Linked DNA regions of Mus musculus: regions 2, 3, 4 and 5 are each linked to region 1. Evidence: chromatin contacts called from public HiCAR-type and HiChIP or PLAC-seq data. All regions are on one chromosome and are shown on one strand. The core of a region is the stretch at or near the end of the contact, and the rest is flanking DNA. Distances in the headings are between cores, read along the strand shown. Region 1 holds the start of Spred2 (sprouty-related EVH1 domain containing 2). Region 2 holds the start of Ppp3r1 (protein phosphatase 3, regulatory subunit B, alpha isoform (calcineurin B, type I)). Region 3 holds the start of Fbxo48 (F-box protein 48). Region 4 holds the start of B3gnt2 (UDP-GlcNAc:betaGal beta-1,3-N-acetylglucosaminyltransferase 2). Region 5 holds the start of Wdr92 (WD repeat domain 92).

Region 1 (2,700 bases), core at 183-2,682:
TGGCAAGACCTCAGGAAATACCCAGTGACTCTGTAATTGGTGTCATCCATGTCAAGTGAAAACATGGTGCCCCCTTCAAAAATTGAAATGGATTTTAATATCGCAAATTCAGATTCCAGGCAAATCCACAAGTTGAGCCCTGGGTGCAATCCTGCTCGTTGTCTAGATGGTGCATAGGTCCTCTCAGAAAACCTCAGGCAGGTCCTAGGCCATGGTAGGAAAAATAATTTAAAGAGAGGTATGAAGAGATGGCTCGCAGTTAAGATCTTCCATAAGACTGTGGTTTAATTCCTAGGACCTACACAGAGGCTAGCAACCAGTTCCAGGAGATCCAACAGCCTCTCCTCTCTGCCCACAAATGGTGCTGACATGCATGGATGCATCCTCCTTCTGCCCCCGCACATTCAAAAAGAAAGAAGGAAGGAAAGAAAGAGAGAGAGAGGGGGGGGGAGGGAGGGAGGGAGGGAGGGAGGGAGAGAGAGAGGGAGAGAGAGAGAGAGAGAGAGAGAGAGAGAGAAAGAAAGAAAGAGAGAAAAAGGAAGGGAAGGGAAGGAAAGGGAAGGGAAGGGAAGGGAAGGGAAGGGAAGGGAAGGGAAGGGAAGGGAAGGGAAGGGAAGGGAAGGGAAGGGAAGGGAAGACGGGTCGGGGGTGGAGTAATGAGTTCCTGGGTCTCTCTTTGGCCAAACCCCATCAAAGGTAGTAATCTGTGACCCAGTAAACTAAGAGTAGACTTCTAAGAGCTGGAGACAAGAAACGTTATTCACAGACTGGATAATTTACTTTGGTGTTACCTTTAAACTTCATCTCTGCCTGCAATGCCAAAGTTTTATGGCTGTTTGCCTTTTGTTTTCTGCGTACATATTTTTAAAAATATGCCCGCTCTAGGTGGGCATGGTGTTGCATGACAGTAATCCCATCGTGTGGAGGCCAGCGGAGGCCACCTGCACTGCCCCCAACCCCCACCCCGCAGTGTTTCTCCAAACCCAAACTCTCTGGCAACATCTAAACTCCTCCCCATCTCCGCCCTCCGCCACCTCCCCCCTTGATTTTTAATCCGAAGGTTTGGAAGGAGGGAGGGACAAAACGGGAGCCAGATGTGCTCTTGTCTTCGGCTCCCGCCTCCTCCCTCTTGGGCTTCCTAAAACCCGGAGCACCGGAGACAAGGATTCGGATCCTGACAAACGCAGTGCCAACCATGCTGTTCCGAGGCTCCTCCCTGACTGGAAGCTAGCGGGAGGGGGAGTAGAAGAGGGGCACGCTCAGTAGGCGGGACAAAGTGTTTTGTGAGTGTGTTTTTTTCCTCTCTCTCTCCTCTCTCTCTTTTATTTTGGTCGCAAGTAGGAAGCTTTTTGCACTCCACCACCTCTGGCCGCTGGGAAGACGTCATCGCTTCCGCCCTACTTCCTCCTCCTGTTGGCGGCGCTGAGAATCCAATATGGAGTAAATCGGTGGAGTGGCGAGATGGGGCTCGGACGGGGCGCCCTGCACCGCCTCCCAGGCGCATCTCCCCCGGCCGCCGAGCACTACCCGGAACCCTGATTGGCCCGGTCCCCGGGGGCGACCCCGGCCCGGCCCCAGCGCAGCCGACTGCCCGCCCGCCGCCCGGAGCGTGCTTGTTTTTCTGCTGCTCTCCCCCTCCGGGTCCCCTTCCCAAATCTCGCCTCTGCACCCCCTCAGAGCCCCGGGGCCGTGCCCGGCCGGCCCACGGCGTCCGCTGCCTGGTGTGCCCCTTCCCAGACCTCGCCCTGATCTCGGGGCTCTCCATTTCCCCGCCTGCCTCGGCGCCCCCTTCATCTCTAGCTCCCCCCCTCCACCACCAAATCAGGAGATGTCGGAGATGTGAAGAAGGGGGGCGAGCGCACAGGAAGATGAAGGGAGCCAGGCTGCATGCCGCGGGACAGGCGTCTAGGTGAACAAGAAAATGACCGAAGAAACACACCCGGACGAGTAAGTTAGCCGCGGGTGGGACGCGGGTGCCCGGAGGGGTGGTGTGGGGGCCGCCGCCAAGGACGCAGGAGGGGACTCGTCGGAGGAACTTGGCCTGGGGTGCAGCCGCTGGCTGAGCTGTCGGGGCTATGCGCGAGGCTCTTGACTTGGCTGGGGGAGACGGCAGAAACCGCCTGGGGTCTGCAAGTCCAGGTCGCAGCCCGGGCCAAGGGCGCGCAAATGACCTCGGGGCGGTCCTCGGGCTGCGGGAGCGGAAGCTCTGACGCCCTCCACGCGGGGCATCCCGGGGTCGATGGGTCTGTGTGCATGGTGACTTTGTGACTCCTGGCACTGCTGCCCTCCCATAGCCCTCTCCGGAGCCCTCTGGGGCCCGGGCTCCGCCATTTCGTTTTCTTGAATCGCTCTCATTTGCATACCACATTTTCATTCATAAAAACACGGAGGAGTTGGGGGAGGGCCAGTCGGGCTCGGCACAGGGTCAGTGCGCCCGGGTCCTCGCAGCGGCCAGAGCGCGGGAGCAGCCTGCCGAGTCCCGGCGCGCGTGAGTGTGTGCACGCGCGTGTGGGCCGGCACACGCGCCCCGCGGTGTCGGGGCAGCACTGGGGGCGGATCCGAAGCGTGTGCAGCGAGGGCGGGAGAGCGTGCGGGGAAGCGCGCTCCTGGCATGTATGTGAGGGAGAGCGCGTGCCCGTGCGTGTGCCCGGCCCGCAGGCCCGAGGGGAACAAAGCTCTCGGTGCTTAGTCAGAGGTGCT
Region 2 (2,700 bases), core at 164-2,663, 2.8 Mb before region 1:
TTAAAGGCATGCAACCCCACTGCCTGGCCATCAGAAATGTAGTTTGTTTTGATACTAAATAAACACCTTGGCTTTAGGAAAGATGCTGGAGCAGGCTGTTGGGAGTGTCAATGGTTTAAATGGGAAGCTATAGAGTTGAGTTCAGCTGTAGAGGCCTAAGAGCCAAATGTAGGTCCAGATGAAGGGATGGATGGATGGTACAGCTGGAGGAATAGAAAGATGGACAGTTGACCAAACCTTGTCAACAGTGAGGACTTAACTGAGTTCAAGCCTCAGGGGCAGTCAAGTGTTCTTTGCCTATCAGGATGGTCGGATGATAGATTGGTAGGGGTTGTTGCCATCACAGTGCTAGATGTCTATCTCTTTATGGAGTCCAGGTGAGGACGTTGCACCCTTTTCTTGGTATGATGTGCCTACCACGTTCTTGTGCCTGGTTTCCCAAACAATTGTAACAAACCTATGCGCTGTTACAGTTTACCCTGATAAATTCATAGGGTGCCACCCTTTCAACGCCAAGCTATAAGGCATTTTCAGTCTGTGAGTGGAACTGGATACATGGTAAGTAGCATTCGTGTCCCCTCCGGTGCAGGCATCCCCCATCCTCAAAGTGGAGTCAAAGCTCGTCTCTCAAAAGCTAAAAAATAATCTACACTTACAGAAGATGAAACAGGTAGAGCAGGACATACCCTGACCTTTATTTTCTATCTATTCAAAACCTGACTAAAATAAATAACATAAATACGTTATCTTTATCACATCTCTCCTACCAACTTATCTTTTCCTCTTAAATATAACTTCTTTCCATGGACTTTATTACCTACTGTAGTTTCACTTCTATAGTAAGGCAACTGCCACCATTACGGACATACCCTTACTACATGGACAACAGGGCAGTCTGTCTCGTAGTATTTCTCTTAAAGGCTTCTTTCTGCACCAGCTGCAGGGCAACCTAGAGGTAGTGTCTGTTGGAGTGGGAAGCAATCCCCCACTCTTGTCAGTGGCTCCCAGGACCTAAGCTGCAGCTAGCTTTGCTTCTCCTATTTTTCCAACTGCGCGCTTGACTCCACAGTGTAGACTTGCCCGTGCCTCGCCATAGTGACATGGTGTCACCCCCCAAGAGCGACACAGCCCTGTGGCAGGTCCTGTCATTCTCCCCATTTTCTCCTCCCAGGAGTCTTCCTCCTGCCGGCCTTCCTTCGGTCACATGACAGGAAGCGCGGCTCTCCCAACGTCAAGACGTCTGCCCCCCCATCTCCATGTCCCCCGGCGCACGGTACGCAAAAAGCGCTGGCGGAGCGCTAGCGGGGCTCTGCGAGCAATCCGGTTGGAGAGCGTGTGCACGGCAGGGCGCGGGTTCCCGGATGTCAGCCTCCCGCAGGCTCCGCCCCGCCCCGCCCCGCGCTCGCTCCGCCCTCTGCGCGCCCTGTTCCGTGCCTTGAGGTTGCGGTCAGCGCGAGCCGCTGCAACGAGTCGGGGCCGCCTGTGAGCGTGAGGCTGCAACCCTCTCCTCCCGCCGACGCATCTCCAACCGGGACTCCGCCCGCCTCGCTCCGGGCCCAGGCCCCGTTGCACCCCGCCCGGCGCCGGACAGCAAAGCCGCCGTCGCCGCGTCCCGAGGATCCTACAGCCGCCGCCAGCGCCGCCCGCCGAGCAAGATGGTGAGACCTCGGTTCCCCGGTCGCGCGAGGGAGGGCCCGGGGCGTCCTCTCGGATAGAAAATTCCAGAGGCCTGGAGGGTGCAGGTGCTGGGTTTCAAGTCCTCGGCTACTTGCGCGGCCCCCGGCTCTGCGCGCTCCCGGGCCGCTGCAAGGCCCTTGCAAGCCCCCCAGCCCCTGCGCGCCTCCTCCGGGCCTCCGCGCGCCCCCCGGCCCCCTGCAAACGCCGGACGTCTCCGCGCTCCCCGAGATTCGCCGCCCCCGCCCTCCGCACGACCCTGGGCCTCCGGGCGCCCACAGAGCCGCCGCCCCCGGGCTCCTAAGCCCGTGGGCCTCCGCGCAACCCCGGCCCCGTCGCCTGTCTGGCTCGTTCGGCCTTTTCTGAACCCCGGTCCCGGGGGGCTGCGCCCTCGCTACCCTCCTCCACGTGAAACCCACTTTCCGCCCCCAGATGGGTTTCCAGGTTGGGTTTTCTGAAATCCGGTGGAAATGATAGTGTGCGGCAAATGGCGCTTTATGTAAGACCCACTTCTCCAGAGTTGTGCTTCCTCCCACTCACTCCGCATTTTCCAGCAGCGAGCCTTGGCAGGGATCCTTCCACTTTCTTGCCTTCTTCGCTCGTTTTCGCATTTATCTCTCTGCTGTTTGCAACCGTAGGGGATTTTTTTTTTTCCCGAGGCCGCTTTTCTCTGCGTTGGTGAACATGAAAGGGCCAGCGTGTATATTAGCTAAGACACCGGGCCTAGAGAAATGCTCATATTGGTTTGTTAATATTTTCTTAGTATTTTTATTTCTGTTTTTCCGGTGCTTGTGGTAGTTGTTTTTGAACGATGGCGATTTAAATTTTCCCTTCCTTACTTTCCTATTAATCCGTAGGTGGAATTCACCATGTAGTATTTCTGGCTGACGCTAGGGGTGTGCCTCCTGCCTGTCACCATAGCCAAGAAATCTATGACGCCTTTAGCTTGTTACCTTACTGGTTCTGTAGCTTCACTGGGCCTCCGTTTCGTCTTTGCAATCAAGAATTGTGTTCACAGACAAACAT
Region 3 (2,700 bases), core at 128-2,627, 3.0 Mb before region 1:
TGGGCTCGCCATAGATCTATCATCAAGAAAATGCCACCATAAACTTGCCTACAGTCCAGTCCGAGTGAGACAATTCCTCATTTGAGGTTCCTTCTTCCAAGGTGTCAAGTTGACAAAAACCAACCAGCACACACCAAATGGTGCCCCCTTCCCCCCACCCCCCCACCACCACCACCACATACACACACACCATTTCCTCTTTCCTTGTATTTCTGACTCATATCTTCTATAGAAAGCTATAGGCTTTCTTATGCCAGCTAGTGGGATGTATGGCTTTGATCGGATTGGTGTTTTTTATGAAAGCAGCTCCCTTCCCTCAGCTCTCACCCCAAGGTCTGTTCCTTCTGGTAAGTCTCTGACTTCTTATTTCAGACATTAACTGGGAATGTGAAGAAGCTCAATACACGAGGTAGTCCGCTCTTAAATGTGTCTTCCCAGGGGAGTCACAGTTTCTTGAATCCATAACAGGGGATATTGAGCGTTTCTATGTATATATATGTACATCCTGGAAAGTTCCCCAGGATGCTTTCTGCCATTAGGCCTAAGTAAACAAGTATCTCTTAGCTTCAACATCTTTATAATCAGAGACATATAGAATGTTCAAACTAAAGGCCGTAAGGGTGTAATATGCAAAAGCAGTCTTAGAGAAATACAGAACTGCACGAAAGACTGGCAAGGGGTAAATGTTGAATGCTAGCAAATATCTTCTCTGGGAACAAAACTACAATGTTCAGCTAACTTAATAACCACATAAGCTGAAAGGTTTGCAATTCCATCGTATATAGCAGTCTCGGTAGTCCTTGATATTTCACTATATTTTTGCAAGATGCTACTAGATAGAATACATACCGCATCGAGCGTTAAGCTTCCCCGGGCAGCTCCCTGGAATGTTACTATGCTAAGAAACAAAGGAAATGAGTAACACGATATTATCATCAAAAAAAATTTCAACGTGAACTTTTTCAGCAACCTTTGTCGAGCACACACCTCAGGGAAGGAGCACCTAGTCAGGTTGCAGAGTCCCCTGGGGAGAGAGAGCCTTGGCGCTCAAACTCTCGGCCGTCTCAAAGCCCTCGCTAGCTACCAAAGCACTTTGGGAGTCCCGCCCTTTGCAAGTCCCGCCCTTTGTAAGTCCCGCCCTTTGTAAGTCCCGCTCTTTTAAGTCCCGCCCATGTGCCCGCTGTCACTCAGCGGGGACGCTGGACCTTGCAGTGACTTGGGCCTCCTTTCTTTCCTTCCCTTACGGTGATGAAACGCAGGGTAAACTACCAATCCCAGAAGGCACCGCGCATGCAAATGGGTGGAGCGAGGCTTGAGAGGGCGGGACATGAAGGCCTTCCGGAAAAGATTCAAATCCGGAGGACTGAAATCGCGGGAGGAGCCGGCACCGCGCCTTTAGGTAGGAGAGGCAGCTCTGCCCTTCCCTGCACAGGGACCAGCGTGCTCAGCTGTGGTCGGTCGCTTCTCCTGCCTGTCCTCACAGCACAGGGATGTGGTTGCGCTCGCCAGGACTGGTGTGGGCTCCCTGAGAACTAGTCTTGCCCGACGATGCTCTTTCTCGGTTTGCTCACTCCTAGTGACATTTGACAGGACGGTGGATGGAGGGGCTGGAGGTGGCCCAGAGTGACCGCTCTTCTCAAAGACCCAGGTTTAGTTCCCAGTGTCCACAGAGGGGTCTTGCCACTGACTGTTACTCCATTTCGGGGATCCCACCCCCCTTTTGGCTCCTGCGGGCAGCGCACGCACTGTGTGCTGAGACTTGTTTGCAAGCAAACCGGCAATACACATACATAGAAGCAGATCTTTGAAAAGGAGGTGGGAGGACCGCAAGCTAACGCAATATTTCCGCAAGGTTGGTTCAAAAAGAGGCGACATACAAGGAATAGCTTTCGAGGCATTCAAGAGAGATAATTTAGAAGATTCCTAGTGAGATTTTTGGGAATATGACCAAGGCACCACAGAATGTTCAATTGAAAAACTTCCTGCCTCTTGTGGAATTCCTTTGACAGAAGGAAAGATTTTATTCCTAGGGAGAGCCTGGGAGAAACAGCAAACATCTGAGTGTAGTGTAACCTCCTAATAGAAACTTAGTTTCAAAGATGACACTTTGCCTTTAGTTTGTACCAGTGGTAGGAGGGGAGAAGGTTCGTTGCAAATACTTGATCTTGTGGGTTTTGTCTTGTTTTTGCACACCAAGTTGCTTTCTATTTTCTATTTCTAAAGGAAGCCCCTGTTCAGTTCAGACATTACAGTTCTAACCACAACCAGTTTGGATCATAAACAGCCTAACCAAAGGTAGTCACCATGATGTTACTAACTACAAAGACTCGAGTAGTGCATCTGAAAAGGGAATTGTTAGTCACTGAATGAAGAGATATTTAGCTATACATCAAATGCCTATTGTATCCTGATTCTCCACCACAAAAGGAACTGTAAGTATTATAAAGTAGGTAAACACAAATTGTGCTTATATTGCAACATGGCCCAGGATGATGTGTGCAGCCTTGAAGCTTCCAGAAGCTTCCACTGTGGTCCTTGAGAACATTAGCTGGAATAAGGCTTTACATCTATAGCTATATACTATTCCTAGCTGAATTATGAACTACTTAGATTGTACTTGTCACTCAGTAATAGATTTGGGGACAGTGATCCTTAGCTCATAATTAGGCACATAAGATAGATTGATTTCTAAGACACCAC
Region 4 (2,700 bases), core at 146-2,645, 2.9 Mb after region 1:
GTCCCGCCCTCCTAGCTCCACTCAGGTCCAGTGGCCCTCTCATTAACCATCCCATCACTTTCCGAGGCACAAAGAAGTACCCTGGAAGAACCTGTAATAACACGAAGCCCATTTTCACCCATTGGCTTCGAAACCTGGAAAAAGCTACGGCTTGGCGGGGAGCGGAGGGGGCAGAAGAACAGGTTTAATCGTTTGAAGCAGTCAAGTTGGGAGACCACAGTGGGCAGGGGAGCGAAGGCCAGCCACCCTGTATTTGGGGCAGGAGCGAACATGGGGCCAGCCCAGGTTACCCAAGTGTGCATTACTTTTCAAGATGACCTCGCACGCACTATGACACTAGAGAGGAGTCTTCAGAGCTTCCTTCCCACACAAGACCCGGGAGCTCAGAGGACCCTAGGCGAGTGCATTTGAGCAGGTGCTAGGTGTTACGTCCCCAGAAGGGTCCCAGCCCCTCAGGTGCGCCCACCTGCCAGTCGCAGGGCCAGCTCCCCAGGCAGTCCTGAGTCTAGTTAATCATTCAACGCGGGCGGCGTGGAATATTTTTTAGAGGTCAACGCGAAAGGTTCTCCTGAAGTTTCACAGAAACCAGTCTTTGGGGACCCGAAGATAACAGTGCCAGCGGATGGGGGTGAAAAGCGGCAGCCAGCGGCTCACAAACACCTGATCTGCCCCTGCGGCACCCTAGACCAGCGCAGTGCGCGGGCGGGGCAGAACACCGCCCGCGACGCTCCCCCGCCGCCCAGGCCCGCACCTCGTGCGCGGGGTACAGCGCGGCTCAGGGTGTCGCTGCCCTCTCCCTGTGGGTGCAGGAAGAGCGGAGGTCGAGCAGGTGAGAAGGTCAGGAAGGAGGTGGAGGCCGGGAGACTGGGGAGAAGGTGAGGAGGCTGTAAAGGAGGGGAGAAGGACCAGGAGGTGAGGAAGCCGGACAGGAGAACGGAGACCGGTGAGGATATCCGGGAGGTGAGGAGGCCAGGGAAATGATGTGCGGAGGCCAGGAAAGTGAGACTGGGAGCGGTGAGGGGAACCCGATGGAACGTATGCGCAGACAACGCAGGAGCCACAGAAGAGCGGCGAGAGCGCGGGGCGCCCACACCGGCCGGAACTAGCGCGGCGGGGCGGGGATGCAGGGCCGGTGCCCACCCACCCGGCCCTACCTTGTCTAGGGACACCTCCAGCTCGGCGGGGCGGGGCGGAAGACCGCGGCCGCATCCACGTCCCAGCCGCTCTTGCGGCTCAGCCCCGCGACCGCCGCCGCTCTCGCTCCATGCGCAATGCGCGGACGGGCGGCCCGGCGGGGTCTGGGCGGCTCCGGCTCGCCTCAGCTCCAGCACTTGTTGCCGCGGCGGCCGCTGAGCCTTACTCTCGGCCCCGGCTCCTGGCACCGCCGCCCCCTGCCGCGTCCCTTCGGTCCCGCCCCCGCCCGATTCTCCAATCACACGCCGCGCCACCGCGCGCGTCACCGCCGGGAAGGCCGCGCTCCCGCCCCGTGGCCCAAGTTTGGGAAAGGCCGAACTCGAACCCTCCCGCCAGTTGGCGCCCAGGTCCCGCTGGGACTGCGCCCCCGGGCCCTTCCCGAGCTCTCCGCCCCTCGTAGCACTGAGAAAACCTAAGGCTTCACTGGAGCGCGCGGTGTCCAAAGATTACAGTCTCCCCCGCTCCGCCAGGAAGTAGCCTCCCCCAGAAAAACAGCTGAGACTTGAGTCCCAAACCCTGCTGAGATCCAGGGTCTAGTGTAAACTCTTCAGCTACCAGGGCGTGGCGCTTGGTGAGAATTTGCCAGCCAGCACTGGCATGTAGCTAAGTCTAGACGGCTCCGAGTGGCTTGTGAGCGGGATCCACGAGGGGAGGTGAGAAGAGGGAAACCCAAGTGCACCTGACCTTTGCTCTCAGCGTACATAGTAGCGGCAGCCACCTAGATAGATGCCCAAGGCCTGAGGGTGGTGCCTATCTGGCCTCTTCGGACCTTCAGGTTATGAAGCCATCAAAGACACGATGAGGTCTCCACGTGGTTCCACTCGGGTCTCAGGAAGTCAAGAATGCAAGATGCGGGAGGCGCTGGGTGCGGAGTTCGCTCGGCGACTTCAGAAGTTGGGCTTAGCAAGACATCTGAACGCTGAACCCCCGTGATGCCGCTGGACTGAGCACCAACCACACCCAAGCATGGATCACGCGGGACCCGGAACGGTCCCCCACCCCCAACCCAGCGCCTCCCCAGGCTCCCCAGAGCGCTACGTGCCAAGGTGAGGCCCAGGAAAAAGCCGGGGAGACCGGATGGAGAAGTTGCTCTAGTTTGTAGAGCTGGGTGGGCCGGCCGAGTCGGCACGCCCTCAACACCGAACCTAGAGCCTGGTCCCCACAACCTGGGACGCGCTTGGAAGCTGCTTCCTCTCCCCTCCATTCTTATTGCTAAGGCCTTCGGTCGACCCTCTGGAGATAATCACACTGAGAAGTTAACACTCTACACCTGTTTGCTTTTTTTTTTTTTTTTTTTTTTTTTCAGAAGGCTGTCAGATGGAGTTAGTCAAAGGGATGCCATTGACTTTCGAGCGCTGGAGATTGAATTTCAGCCAGCTCGACCAAGACCACGAAGTCTTACTTACAGCCGCAGAAAGAAGTAAGTGCGAGTTGTTTGGGTTGAGCGCAGAGCCACGTGTGTACGGTCATCCACAAGAAGGAATTCTGAGTCAGTGGTTCTGGAAA
Region 5 (2,700 bases), core at 92-2,591, 2.7 Mb before region 1:
GACAGCAGAGAAAGTGGCCTTCTCCAGAGACCAGAGCCACCAAAGATACTGGCAGGGGAAAAAAAAACCAAAAACAAAAAAAAACAAAAAAAAGGGAAACAAACACAACTGGGTCTCCTACTTGAAAGGCAGGCTTAGTCAAGTGTCTGGCCTTTATCCCTTAGGAATGCCGAGGAGGCTAGAATACCATAATAAAAGCATTGTGATATGGGAAAATTAATTTGGCACTGACACCGAAGATCTACTGAAAAAAAAATAAAGGAATTAATTTACATTTTTTTCTAAGTGGCACACGTTTCCTCCAAAAAGAGCACTTACACTGAAGAAAGTACCTACAATTACCACTTGTTTAGGCACTACCGTGTATCATTGTCTACTTTTATTAAGGCTGAAACTACGAAATGGTAGGCTACGAAATGGCTACCCTCTTCCTTACCCTGATTTCTACATTCCTTGATTTCAGGTTAAAGCGTATCTGAAGTCCCAAATGTTCTACAATCGGAGTAAATATCTTCATCCAGTTTTCTTTCAACGGTGTGTATCTGTTACCTGGGACGGGAATTTTCCTCGTTTCTTCTTTCCCAGTCTGCAATAAAAACATACACACTCAGGAGGCGACTGAGAGATGCGGGCCTAGGCGAAAAAACAAACAAACAAACAAACCCCCCAAAACAACAAAACAAAACAAAACCGAGAACCGACCCTTTCACCTGGACGCCCGGGCCCCGCCCCGCCCCGTCCCGTCCCGTCCTGATCCCCACCAGGAGCTGATCCCCGGAGAGCGGCGGGAAGACCGGCCTCTTCGCCGGCCGCGCCTCCTCCGTGTCCATGCGTCCGGCTTCTCCATCCTGTCCCGCCGCTGACGACTGCTCAGCCTGTCGTTTCTTCGCCCGGCGGCCCCCTCTGTGCGTGACGGGAGTAAAGCCGTCCTCCGTTCCGGTGCTTTGCGTCTCCATCTCGGCCAAGATCAATCCCGGCAAGTACGACTAGAGGAACACGTGCGTGGTTGTACAGCGCATGCGCCAGCCTCCACCAATCGATTTGAAGACACCACCCCTTTTCCTAGGCGGGGTCCATGCCAGGGGCCTAAGGCTGGATTGGTCCGCGTTTCGGAATTGCTGTCCTGGGATATGCCTGTTTGCTAATGTCTCCGTGCCCTCATACGCTCGCAGCCGAAGCATTCACAGTCTTTACTGTGTCTATGTAAAGTCGTTGTGGTAACGGCAGTAAATTAGCTTGTGCCATGTGTGGAGAAGCATCTGTTGCGGTCTCAGTAGCTCACACGGCATTTTCGGAGGCATCCAAGCCCAACTTGCTAAGGCTTCCGGGTAGAATGCGGCTAGGGAGGGACAAACTGCCCCTGATCTGTTTGCAGTCTGGTTACCAAGTTAGCGTTTGGTTGCATCTACACCATGTCCACCTTCGAGAAGCCTCAGATCATTGTCCACATTCAAAAGGGCCTCAACTACACAGTGTTCGACAGCAAATGGGTGCCCTGCAGTGCCAAATTCGTGACGATGGGCAACTTTGCCCGGGGCACCGGCGTTATCCAGGTGTACGAGATCCAGCGCGGGGACCTCAAGCTGCTGCGGGAGGTGGGTGCAGGCTTGGACCGTTTGGGTTTGCGTGATCTAGGGTCTGATTCCTCAATGCTCCAGCAGAAACAGAAAGGAGGTGACAGATTGAGAAATACTTCAAACTAGGCTCTCACTGCAGCCTCTTCCTCCCACCATCCTCCGTGCAGTCCGTTGCAAGGTTTCTGGGAAGTGAAGTTAACATTTCGTGGCAACGTTCTTGGACCTTATAGGCTGTTAGCAGTTGTCGTAGTCTACTAGTAGATATATGCAATAAACCCACATTTCATACAAGCAAAACCAAAGGAGGCACCGGGATACCTACAACAAAGTTGATGACGAACTAGTAAATACCACATCCTTTCAAGAAGTGTCAGTTCAATGCCTGATAGTCCCAGGCATGGGAATTGCAATGCCAGCTATATCATGGAGTTTATTTTCTGTTGGGGGAGACAGTCCAACAGCCAGACCAAGAATGCATACATACATGTAAACTCATCAAGATGAGTTTTCTAATGTGCAGGTCTATAAAAGTAAAAACAGATGCAGGACGAGTAGAAACTAACTAAAGCAAATTTAGAGTAGAGTATGAAGTTTCTTACAAAAAACAGCATGTGAGAAAGCTCAGTGATAATGGTGGAAGGTAGTTTATTATCTTTTTAAAAAAGAAAAACACGAGCTAGAAGTGGTGTTGCACACCTTTACTCACGGCAATCAAGAGAAAACAGCAGGAGAATTTCAGTTTGAAACCCTATCTGCAACAACCACAACCCCCGTAAAATAAAATAAAATACACATTCATAAGGGATAAGTAATGACCATTGCAAGATATGTAAGACATTCCACAGATTTGTCCTTCATTTTGCTTTAAGGAAAACAGGACACCACTGAAGGACTTTTAGGCGGATAATGCAAGACTAGATTACAGGTTTCGTATCCAGCTGCCAGTGAGCCAATTACAGAATGGGGACAATAATTGACATTTTCTTTATCCCTCCTTCCCTCCCTTCCTTTCTTCCTTTTGTGTGTGTGTGTGTGTGTGTTTTCTATGTTACTCAGCTGGCCTCAAACTGATAATCCTCAAACAAGGCTCTCAATGGGCTGGGGTTCAGGTCTCCTGCCACAG

Evidence for each region. HiCAR-type assays count read pairs that join an accessible place to other places. HiChIP or PLAC-seq counts read pairs in DNA pulled down with a chosen protein or histone mark.
Region 2: a HiCAR-type map of astrocytes shows a contact between it and region 1, with 4 times the contacts expected there. The contact joins the promoter of Ppp3r1 here to the promoter of Spred2 in region 1. A contact is called at or near these places in 3 of 39 promoter capture datasets (embryonic stem cells, hippocampal neurons and pre-B cells), 2 of 484 Hi-C or Micro-C datasets (cerebral cortex and uterus), 6 of 115 datasets of contacts at active chromatin or transcription factors (the 230-238 cell line, astrocytes, differentiating embryonic stem cells and 3 more) and 3 of 9 other capture datasets (adipose tissue, embryonic stem cells and liver).
Region 3: a HiCAR-type map of astrocytes shows a contact between it and region 1, with 4 times the contacts expected there. The contact joins the promoter of Fbxo48 here to the promoter of Spred2 in region 1. A contact is called at or near these places in 4 of 39 promoter capture datasets (the C10 cell line, embryonic stem cells, hematopoietic stem and progenitor cells and 1 more), 1 of 484 Hi-C or Micro-C datasets (muscle stem cells) and 3 of 115 datasets of contacts at active chromatin or transcription factors (astrocytes, large pre-B cells and pro-B cells).
Region 4: an H3K27ac HiChIP or PLAC-seq map of double positive thymocytes shows a contact between it and region 1, with 6 times the contacts expected there. The contact joins the promoter of B3gnt2 here to the promoter of Spred2 in region 1. A contact is called at or near these places in 1 of 39 promoter capture datasets (pre-B cells), 4 of 115 datasets of contacts at active chromatin or transcription factors (double positive thymocytes, embryonic stem cells, pro-B cells and 1 more) and 1 of 9 other capture datasets (liver).
Region 5: a contact with region 1 is called in an H3K27ac HiChIP or PLAC-seq map of thymic regulatory T cells, with 12 times the contacts expected there. The contact joins the promoter of Wdr92 here to the promoter of Spred2 in region 1. A contact is called at or near these places in 4 of 39 promoter capture datasets (embryonic stem cells, liver, maxillary cranial neural crest and 1 more), 3 of 484 Hi-C or Micro-C datasets (CD4 T cells, muscle stem cells and uterus), 12 of 115 datasets of contacts at active chromatin or transcription factors (the 230-238 cell line, the NIH/3T3 cell line, acute myeloid leukemia and 8 more) and 2 of 9 other capture datasets (adipose tissue and liver).

The regions. Positions count from the first base shown.
Region 1 is chr11:19,923,010-19,925,709 of GRCm38.p6, forward strand. Spred2 (sprouty-related EVH1 domain containing 2) reads left to right here and starts at 1,433. Exons shown (of 6, transcript NM_033523.4): 1 at 1,433-1,947. The coding sequence starts at 1,922.
Region 2 is chr11:17,157,885-17,160,584 of GRCm38.p6, forward strand. It overlaps Ppp3r1 (protein phosphatase 3, regulatory subunit B, alpha isoform (calcineurin B, type I)), which reads left to right and starts at 1,414. Exons shown (of 6, transcript NM_024459.2): 1 at 1,414-1,658. The coding sequence starts at 1,656.
Region 3 is chr11:16,950,033-16,952,732 of GRCm38.p6, forward strand. Fbxo48 (F-box protein 48) reads left to right here and starts at 1,378. Exons shown (of 4, transcript NM_176982.2): 1 at 1,378-2,432. It overlaps Eldr (Egfr long non-coding downstream RNA), which reads right to left and starts at 1,250. Exons shown (of 4, transcript NR_110425.1): 1 at 988-1,250; 2 at 850-898.
Region 4 is chr11:22,858,340-22,861,039 of GRCm38.p6, forward strand. B3gnt2 (UDP-GlcNAc:betaGal beta-1,3-N-acetylglucosaminyltransferase 2) reads right to left here and starts at 1,396. Exons shown (of 2, transcript NM_016888.5): 1 at 1,155-1,396.
Region 5 is chr11:17,210,552-17,213,251 of GRCm38.p6, forward strand. Wdr92 (WD repeat domain 92) reads left to right here and starts at 1,342. Exons shown (of 8, transcript NM_178909.4): 1 at 1,342-1,595. The coding sequence starts at 1,413. Pno1 (partner of NOB1 homolog) reads right to left here and starts at 1,038. Exons shown (of 7, transcript NM_025443.2): 1 at 762-1,038; 2 at 437-586. The coding sequence starts at 956.